Linked DNA regions of Mus musculus: region 1 is linked to region 2. The links are chromatin contacts, called in public HiCAR-type maps. All regions are on one chromosome and are shown on one strand. The core of a region is the stretch at or near the end of the contact, and the rest is flanking DNA. Distances in the headings are between cores, read along the strand shown.

Region 1 (4,554 bases), core at 703-3,202, 38 kb after region 2:
ACACACATTTTTTTCTTTTCTTTTAGGGAAAGTTAAAAGCCCAAGCATGAAGGGATAATTAAAGATTTTATTTCTGATTTATCAAAACCCTTTTTAATTTTAATTTTTGTATTTCGTGTCTGTGCACTGGGAGCAATGCACATGCAGGAACCTGTGGAGGTCAGAAGAAGGTGTCAGATAGCCTGGAAAGGGGGTGGCAGAGACAGGTATGAGCTGCCAAGTGGGTGCTAAGAATCTAACCAAGAGCCTCTTCAAGGGCCATCTCTCCAAATCAGAGTCAGGTTCCTTAAGCTGAAGGGAACACAGAGCTGGTCAACGTAATTGGCAGACAAGAACAAACAAACAAACAAACAAACAGACAAACAAAAAACAAAAAACACAAAAATCTCCAAAACAAAAATAAAAACAAAAAACAAAACAAGCAAACAAAAACAGGACAGGAGAGCTAACCTTGGCTAACCCCACCCCACATTCTTCTCCTCGTTTCTTTCATGTGCCTAGTCTTCCTTTGCCCAGGAAACAACCCTCCAAAGATCCCCTAAAGTTAACGGAACTTTCTTTTTCTTCTTTTGGTTTCTGAAGCATGAGCTTACTCTGTAGCCCACACCTGTCTCAAACATGAGAACATCCTACCCCAGCCTGCTAGGCACCGGCATTCCAAGCATACAGCACCACAGCTGGTTTAACAGAACAGGTTTTGAATGCAGTTCATTCAGTTACTTATTGAGAACGAAGGTGACCCCTCCAGTTTGCCACGCATGCAAAGAAGCGAAGATGTGGAGCATGGATGAGAAAGCCTCTGGGCTAGAATCCTGGAGGGGAAAAGAAGGAGAAAAGAAACTAGAATGCTGGAGTTCTGAGATGCTGCTCAGAGGAGCCTAGCAGGTCCCAAGTGACCTGCTCACACCTTTTGACATCTTTGTTTACACTTTTAAACCTCTCAGTAGAGTCTGTTTAATTCTTATCTGGGCCCTGCAGAGGTGATAGGTTTGAGTCCCAATGTCCAGCAGAGGAAAAGAAGGTTTTGCCTTTTAGGTGGCCACGGGGTCAGCAGGTGGAGGACCTGTAGGTGTCTGGTGTGTCCCAGTCCTCGAGATAATAAAAGCTGAGCAGAACTTGTCATTATTATGCAAAGCTGGGCAGGAGGCTTGGACTCTCCCTCGCAGAAGGCAGAAGCCCATCTGTCTTTGCACGCCTCCCCCCACGCTCAGAGGCCTGCTGAGAACTGAGCCCTGGGTGGGTGAAGGAGATGCGTCTCCAGCCCTTGGCCCTGGCGTGTGTGTGTGTGTGTGTGTGTGTGTGTGTGTGTGTGTGTGTGTGTGAGAGAGAGAGAGAGAGAGAGAGAGAGAGAGAGAGAGAGAGAGAGAGAGGGAGAGAGAGAGAGAGAAATTATGGCATCCCTCACACCCTGCTCGCCCTCGGGGAACCACATTAATATTAATCTAGACGAATGATTGAATGTCCGGGATTTATTCGGGCCCGGGTAAAGAAGGACCCGCAGCTGGGTCGCGTTTCCTTCCGGTCACCTGAGTGTTTCTGCAGCTCAGATTCAGTGGGACTTCTACTCTCAGAAGTGGTAGGATGTGGGTGGGTGTGCCGGCCTGTGTGATGTGAGCCCGAGCAGATGTCCAGGGAGTGATGGGGAGTGCCAAGGCTTCTCCAAGGATTGGGGACGGAGGGGCATCCCGGGTCTCAGCGCTTGGCCCAGCACAGGGTGACCCAGGGCCACTCAGACTCGAGAGGAAACAATAGCGACTCCTTAGACCCTGGGATCCTGCCACTGGCTTTCCAAAGCCTTCCCGGACTACCGGCGGTGCCTTTTTTTTTTTTTTTTTTTTTTTCTAATTTATGACTGGAGGCTGGTGGGGGAGGGACAACAGAAAAGGGACAACGTCTAAAGATGGGGGGCAGGGGCGACAGTTAAAGAAGTCGCCCCAGGCTGCGGCGCGGGTGATGTCAGCTCTGGACAAAAATAGAGAGGGATCGCCTGCAAATCCCCAGCTCCGGCTGGGCTAAACCTTGCAATCCCTCTTCGGCCGGCGCCGAGCCAGGGCGCAGCGGCCTCTACCGCCTCCCCCGGCGCGCACACACCAGCACACGCGCACGCACGCACACACTCCCCCGCACTCGCACTCCCGGTCTTCCCCATCCCGCTCGGTGCCGGCCACTCCTGGTACCGGTCTGCCCCGCGGCGAAGCACACAGACACGCACACACACAGGTGGCTGCTGGGAAGCGGGGAGTGTGTTCCTGCAGCCCTGCGGCCAGCGCGACCTCGCAGCAGCCGGTGCAGGATCCCCGCAGCGCCCCTCGGAGCGCTGGCCGCGAGCCGCTCACGGGACCGCGCGCGGTGGAAAGCCGGGACGTGGATTAGCGCCCGCAGCAGCCTCCCGCGCGCGCCGAGGCGCTAAAGGGCTTACCCAGGAGGGGGGTGCGAGGGCGGAGAGAGGCTGCCCGTTAAATACCGCTCTCCGCCGCACTCCGGGCTCACCCAGCTCGCCGCCACCGTCTCCAGACCGTGCCCGGGAGGAGGGGGCGTTCCCCACGCCATGGCATCAACAGAGGGGTGAGAGCTTTTCTGGGTGCCCATGGGGAAGAGGGAGCCGCGCGCGGGGTGGTGCTGCCCTATCCCAGATGGGGACAGAGAACTGTGACCCTGGACCCCTGAAACCCTAGCAGAGCGCTGGAGGTGGTGGGAAAGGGGTCTGGTTTCTTTGGTAGACTAGCTGTCTTTTGAGGACCGGGAGGATTTAACGGAAAGGGGTGAAAAAGTGTGAAAAGAAACCGTGGAGGTTACTTCAGAGATTTAAAGACAATAAAGAATTGTCCACGGAGCCTGCAGGAAACACTGCCTGGGCTGCAAGGAGGGGACCAGTTGGAATGAATGAGCCAGGATCAGAGCCGGGGCGGGGCGAAGAGAAGCGCACAGCCTTGAATGCTAGCTTTGGGCGCGCACGGGTGTGTGTGTGTGTGTGTGTGTGTGTGTGTGTGTGTGTGTGTGTGGGGTGATGATGGCAAGACCCCAGCCCAAGAGGTCTTTGCCTTTGGATATTAGAATTTCCCTGGCGAGCTGCAAGGAAGAGTGGAAGAGATTTGGGTGCTTCCCGAGAGGAGGGAAGGAAACCTGTAGCTTGGAGCAAGAGTTTCCAAACTATCTGGACTATCACTGGCATTTTTATTTTGCCTGTGGCCTTGGAGGCGCCCCTCGCCTCTTGAGGCTGCAGTTGGCATGATGATCATTTCTGTGGTAGGACAACTGTATTTAGCAAGGGGAGAGTATGGGGGATGCACAAGTCCCTTGAATACTCATTCCAAGGTATCCTGGTCCTGTCTCCCAAATGCACTTCTCAGGCTTCCCGGAGCCTAGAACAGAATAAAAATAATAACTAGGGACCCCAGCTTTTGGGCTACTTCACAAATGGCACTAGCTGCTTTGGAGAGATCGGTGAACCTACATGTGACCTCAAAAGCAAGTATGAGGGTCTTCTCGGGACTGTATACTCGAGTCCTTGGTTCTGGCATTTTCTGGGGGCATGTTTAATAGAAATCAAACTCCGCCAACTTTCGGTGAGGTGGTGGGTGGTGAGTGGAAAGATGGTGTTTAAAGCCAGACATCGAGATTCCAACCTCAGACAAAGAAAATACGTCTAAATCTGCCCATCTTCATCCAAGAGAAAGAACCTATTCATCTATTTCTCTCATCCCACGAATCTTTCCAAACATGCCTCGCATCTTGTCTGACATAAAATTTCTTCACATTGCTTATTTACCAGTGTGGACCTTTGGAGTGGTTACTTATCAGAAAAGGTGCTCTACTTTGGTGCTTGTGTGCAAGGAAGGCAGTATCATGTGCTCAAACATATCTCTAGAATTACATATTAGGAGCCCACATGACTTAACATCAGCACACTTCTGTGTTTGGTTTTAAAGGCTTTCATCTTAGAATGGGTATAAAGGTATTTCAGGCTATCTACAGGACCCTTCCTGAATTATTTCTGCCTTTAGAGTCTCAGTTGGAAAACATCTTTGAAAAATATTGTCTTCCAAATGCTGCAACCAACTTATTGTCGATTCTGGTGGCCAGAGGGGAAAAGAGAGGACAACAAACACCCCCAAACTCCATCCATGGCTGCCAAATGGTTTGACATTCAGAGTAAAGCAGGTGCGATTTTCAGGACTGAAACCATTACTAGTCCAGCTAGTGCCACCTTTGTGCATTGTGCAAGGTTAGGAAATGATTGTCAAAGGAACTTGTATTTAAGAGATGAAAGAATTGGAAAAAAAAATCTAAAAACCGGAAACAAATGTAGAAAAATATATTATTTAGGGGCAGTCATCAGTCAGCTGGAAACATTCTGGAAACCCTTCTTTTCTCCCAGAAGCCTTTGCAGAGTCTCTGTTCAGTAGAATGGACCTGCTGGGCTCTCTGGTCGAGATAAAGAGGCAGAAATAGCCTTGGAGAGGGCTTTCTGAAGGCTGTCTCAGTGGAGACTTTTAGTACTAAATTGTTCTCCTGAGTTGGTGAGATCTGTTGGCCCCTTCTGATATCTTTGGG
Region 2 (5,096 bases), core at 561-3,060:
TTTAAACCAGTGATTCTCAAGTGGCTGAAGTTGCCCTCCATCCTCACACATAGATGGCATTTGGCAACCTAGGAAGAAGGGAACTTGGATCCAAACTGGGTGATGATGCATCCTGTGGGCAGAGGGAGCTGCTGAGCATCCTTCAAGACACAGGAGGCACACTGTTATGCAGCCCCAATGTCAGCAGTAACAAGGTGGGGAGACCCTATTTTAAGCAAACAGAGACTAAAGCACACCTACCAACTTTCAATGTGTTGTCAATGTCCACGTTATAGGTATTTTTCCAGACAAAATGATTGCGGACCATTCTATGGTGAATATGAAAGTATGCATTCATTTAATTCCTTAGATGGTATTAATATTGTTCTACATATTTTGTTATTATGAAGACGGCTATACTCCATATCCTTACATTATTTTGTTATTCATATGTGAACTGAATTCCCAGATTCTCTGAGGGTTCCTGTTTGTTCAGAGAACATAACATAATTATATTTTTGAGAAACATTGCCAAAAGGCCACTAGAAGATTTGCTTTTAGCTAATCTGATATCATCTAGGGTTGTAGGAATGGGCTCCTTTTTTTCTGCTGATTAAAGAATTAAAATTTAGGAAAACTTTGAAAGTCAAGCAAAGCCAATATTTATTTAAAGAGGACATTTTATTAGAGTTTAAAAGAAACAAAATTCCAGATCAGTCAAGCTGTAACTCTCAGCAGCTGTCCAGAGGAGGAGAATGGAGAAGAGAAATTAAAAAAAAAAAGAAAGAAAGAAAGAAAGAAAGAAAGAAAGAAAGAAAGAAAGGAAAAGAAGGAAAAGAGAAAAGGAAAGGAAAGGAAAGGAAAGGAAAGGAAAGAAAAAAAGAAAAGAAGCTATACTGTTTGATTTAAGCCATCATGTAGGAAAGGTTAGGCTTTGTGAGTGATTCAGAAAAGCAGGCAGACTGTGTGCTCTTTAACATTAGAGTATGTTAGGGGGCAGGGATTCTGGGAAGGAAAAGTATAGACAATCGTTAAAGGGGCAATTGTTCTGTCTATTGCCTTAGCATGGTTTAAAGTAAGTATGCCTCTAGGAGAGGTACCACCTTCCAGAAAGACGATCCTTAGCCAGGTGATTAACCAATCCATCAGTGTTAATTCTTTTATACTCAGGGTAGCTTGAAATGTTGGGGCTCCATCCAACCTGATGTTTCATCGCCTTGGCCATAAGTAAATAGTTTACCCTTAATGGGCCTTCACCACCGTTGCATTAAGTCTGCAGAATGAGCCCTAGTGCGACCAACTGCTCTTCAAAGTAAGATCCGGGACCTGTATTTGTCAGACTGGAAATGGATTCCTATTCAGAGGAACCCATCCGTCTGAGGAGAGAGTTCCTGATTAGATTCATGAGGTTTGACTTCATTTCAGTGGTCAGGAGGATGCCAAAGCCCCTGATAGAACAGCCTGTAGGTGTTTATCCTCCTAGCCTCACCTTCCTTAAATCTTTCCCCAAGATGGCAATCTTTCCCCTACTCTCCAGTGACCTTCTCAGAAACTTAACTAGGGGAAATGGCCCCTCCTTAGCCTTCAGGCCCAGCTAGCCTCCTGCCAACCCTCAGCGACCTCCAGGATCCCCGGGCCACCGTGTGAGAAACCAAGGCCCTTTCTTTCCTCTGAGGGTTCCTGTTTCATTGTATAGAGCACAAGGACAAAGTAAGTCTTCTAGTAAATGGTCCGAATCTTGTTTTGAAAGAGTAAAGAGTGAGAGATTCATCGCCTGCTCCAATTTCCATGTTGCCTTTGTTCCTCTGGCCCAGTTGACAGAGCTGAGCTCTCCCCCTGCATCCTAATGAAGTCCGATGAAATGGGCTAAATCTTTCAGTCACAATGTTCACACTGCAAGCTCTGACGTTCCTTGGAACAAAACGAATCGGTCCTCCCCAATTAAAGTAAAACGGTGAATCTGAACTCATTGGGGTTTTTGGAGTCTCAGAAGATTTCCCACTGGTCTGTCCCAAGGACCAGGGAGAAAGAGCAGGATGAGAGGCCCACTTTATTCCTGAGCTTCAAAGCAGCGGCCCGAGTTTCTCATCAGAATGAGCCATTGGGAACTTTGGGAGGGTCCATGGAAACAAGGATGCTGACGCAAAGAGAATGTAGGAGACCCCTAGTGGGCAGCAGCTGTGTCCCATCATAGGTGGGCAAAGGCAACAGCCATGTCTTCCATCATAGATGGGTAAATGGATGTGGTGGGATTGATATAATCCATCCAGAGATGGGCAGGTGGGGCAACTTAAAAATGGAATCACTCACTACCTTTTTTTTTCAATTCCAAAGACTTCTCTTATTCTGAACATATGGGAACTAGATACATCTTTGTCTAATGGGAGATGGTGCTCACCAGGGTGAAGGTCTAAGGTGAATGACTTTGGATAGACTGTGAGTCTGCATTTCCCAGCCTTGAATGAGTAATTTAACATATATGAGCCTCCATTTTCCCAGTTAGAAACTCTAAAAAAATAGTGCTAGGTTATTGTGGGGATGAAGCTTAGTGATTCATGTAAGACAGATTTGAGTGTTAGGAGCAATTGTTTCCAAATTATGATTATTAACACCTTTTAACCAAAATGCCATTTAAAATTTATGATAAAGTTACGTGAATGAATCACGAAAATATTCCACATTATTTATAATGACGAGTGATGACAGTAATGTAAATGATACATTAGGATAGGGTCTTACTAAGATTAGGTACATAAAGGGAAGATGGGCTGTACTTTAGACCTTTCCTTTTTCCATTTTATAGTAATCTAACATCATTTTGTTTTTAAATCACATTCTTCTTGCCTATATATCTAAAAGATTTTTAAACTTTTTTATTGAAAATAGATTCTTCTTTCATTTAATACATCCTGGCCACAGTTTTCCCTCCCTTCTCTTCTCCAATATATAATTAATGGACTACTACATGATATTTCTATACATGCATAAATAGATTGTTGATCATTCATTGGTTATGTCTATCTACTCTGTAGCCCCTTTCTTCCTTCCTCTGTCTCTTATTTCATGTAGGGTAAAGTTCTAGAGAGTTCATGTGATGGGGCGAGTGGTTTGTTAGTCAGAGGTTAGCAAACAGTGTCCAAATCCCAGAGAAACAGGTGACGGCATAGTAATTACTCAGTAGCCGAACTGCTCCCACAAATGTGGAATGGAGCAGACCATGTGGGACGGGCCATCTGCTGTATGGTTGCTCAGGCTCTCTGTCCATCTGCCTGTCCCTTATCCTGGCCCTTTTGGCTTTTGCTTTGGCAGCTGAGGTCCCTGAGTAGGACTTAATTCAGGAGCAGAGTTTATACAGGTCCTGGTTTAAAAGACAATCCATTAGAGCTGGTATGGGCTGCGTGCCTACAGAGAGCAGGGACACCAAAGAATTAACCTGAAATGGAGACAAATATTTCTGCAACCACAGCCCCAGATGAACTCCATCCCTAGACATAGACCACAAAACTCCTTCTTAAAGGCCTGCCTTTGAGAACATTCTTTGTTTGATCCTCACCAACTTCAAAAGGTAAAAGCATCATCGTTGAAAATTCCAAGGTATTCTTGTTGGTATCCATGTACTAAAACAACAGTTTTCCTTGAGATAGGGTCTCACTATGTCACCCGGGCTGACCTCAAACTTGCAGTCCTCCTGCTTCAACCTTCAAGATCTAAGATTCCAGGCATGCAGCACTGTACCTACCTCTTCTATTCTCTATATGAGTGTGTTTGTGTATGTGTGTGCATGTATGCTCATGTGGTATATGCATGGGTTCTCATATGAATATGCCTGTGGAGTCCAGAAGTCAACATCTGGTGTCTTTCTCAGTCCCTCTCCACTTTATATTTTTGAGACAGGGTCTGTCATGGAAATAGCTCACTGCCTGAATAGATTGACTAGCCAGTGAACTTTTGAGGATCTGCCTGTCTCCACCCACTAAGTACTGAGTTTACAAAGTGCATTACCATATTCAGATGGTAAGTGGGTGCTGAGGATCCAAACTTAGGTCTGTATGCCTGTGTGACAGGCACTTTAACTGGCTGAGATAGCTCCTCAACTCCCCAGTACCCCAGTTTTCCTATACATTTTAAAATTCCTTTTTTTAAAAGATAGATTTCACTTTGTAATCCAGGCTGGCCTTAGAACTCATTGTATATCCCAGGCTGATGTATAACTCTCAGAAGTCCTGCTTTGGGTTTCCAAGTACCAGGATTATAGAGGTGAGCAATTCTATATTCAGCTTGTCTATTCTTAATATATCCCAGTCTCTGGGCTTCACGTCATTTTATTCACTCAGTTTTATCAACATTACAGCACAATGGCTACTTGAATCATCGTCACTTTACAGATTATAAATGTTTTTGGATACCTATTAAACTAGATACTGGGGAAAATAGAGGTATATGATGTGCAGTGTCTCCTCCTTTTGACAAAGCCATACAACACTCTTAACCTGAGAGCTTTCCTAGTACAGAGGAAAGGGTCACATGTGGTAGATTTCCTGGTAAGGACTTTCACTAACAAGAACTGTGGTAATGGTGATGAGGATTAATCAACGAGAGTCTCACTGAGAGCCCAGGCTGGCCTTGAACTCAAGATCTTCCCACTTCAGATTCCCCAGTGCTAATATAAGACACCGGGTACAGAATGCCTCTTATATGTCAGACACTGGATAGAATCTTCAAGGACTGAATGTACTTGGCACCTCAGGACCCTTTTGCAAAGTAACTCTCATCACACTCAAGGCTAAGCAGCAGAATTGTCCAGGGATGTTCATAGTGAAATTTTCTATATTTCGAAGAGTTGACTCTGCTAATCACTGGGAGATACTTCACCCAGTAGTTTAGAGTTACTATCTGTGTGTGTGTGTGTGTGTGTGTGTGTGTGTGTGTGTCTGTGTGTGTGTGTCTGTGTGTGTGTGTGTCTGTGTGTGTGTCTGTGTCTGTGTGTGTGTGTCTGTGCACATATGATATGTCCAGATGTACATGTGGAGGTCAGAGGTCAACTGTAGGTATCTTCCCAGGTGCTAGCTTGTTGTTCAGAGAGTGTCTTCCATTGGCTTTGTCAGTTTGCCTGGGGT

Evidence for each region. HiCAR-type assays count read pairs that join an accessible place to other places.
Region 1: a HiCAR-type map of astrocytes shows a contact between it and region 2, with 4 times the contacts expected there. The contact joins the promoter of Slc1a2 here to the enhancer-like site in region 2. A contact is called at or near these places in 5 of 484 Hi-C or Micro-C datasets (brain, cerebral cortex, cortical neurons and 2 more), 5 of 115 datasets of contacts at active chromatin or transcription factors (astrocytes, embryonic stem cells, neural stem cells and 2 more) and 1 of 9 other capture datasets (adipose tissue).

The regions. Positions count from the first base shown.
Region 1 is chr2:102,656,737-102,661,290 of GRCm38.p6, forward strand. Slc1a2 (solute carrier family 1 (glial high affinity glutamate transporter), member 2) reads left to right here and starts at 1,953. Exons shown (of 11, transcript NM_001077514.4): 1 at 1,953-2,565. The coding sequence starts at 2,549. It overlaps LOC115489466 (a long non-coding RNA gene), which reads left to right and starts at 2,572. Exons shown (of 2, transcript XR_003953884.1): 1 at 2,572-4,554.
Region 2 is chr2:102,619,146-102,624,241 of GRCm38.p6, forward strand. All of the region lies in intron 6 of Pamr1 (peptidase domain containing associated with muscle regeneration 1), which reads left to right. Among named protein-coding and RNA genes, the nearest start is that of Slc1a2, 37 kb to the right of the region's middle. Within about 2 kb of position 1,811, at least 25 of the 459 cell types and tissues checked have an H3K27ac peak or open chromatin away from gene starts, as enhancers often do. A contact at or near this core is called in astrocytes, neural stem cells and neurosphere, where this site is marked.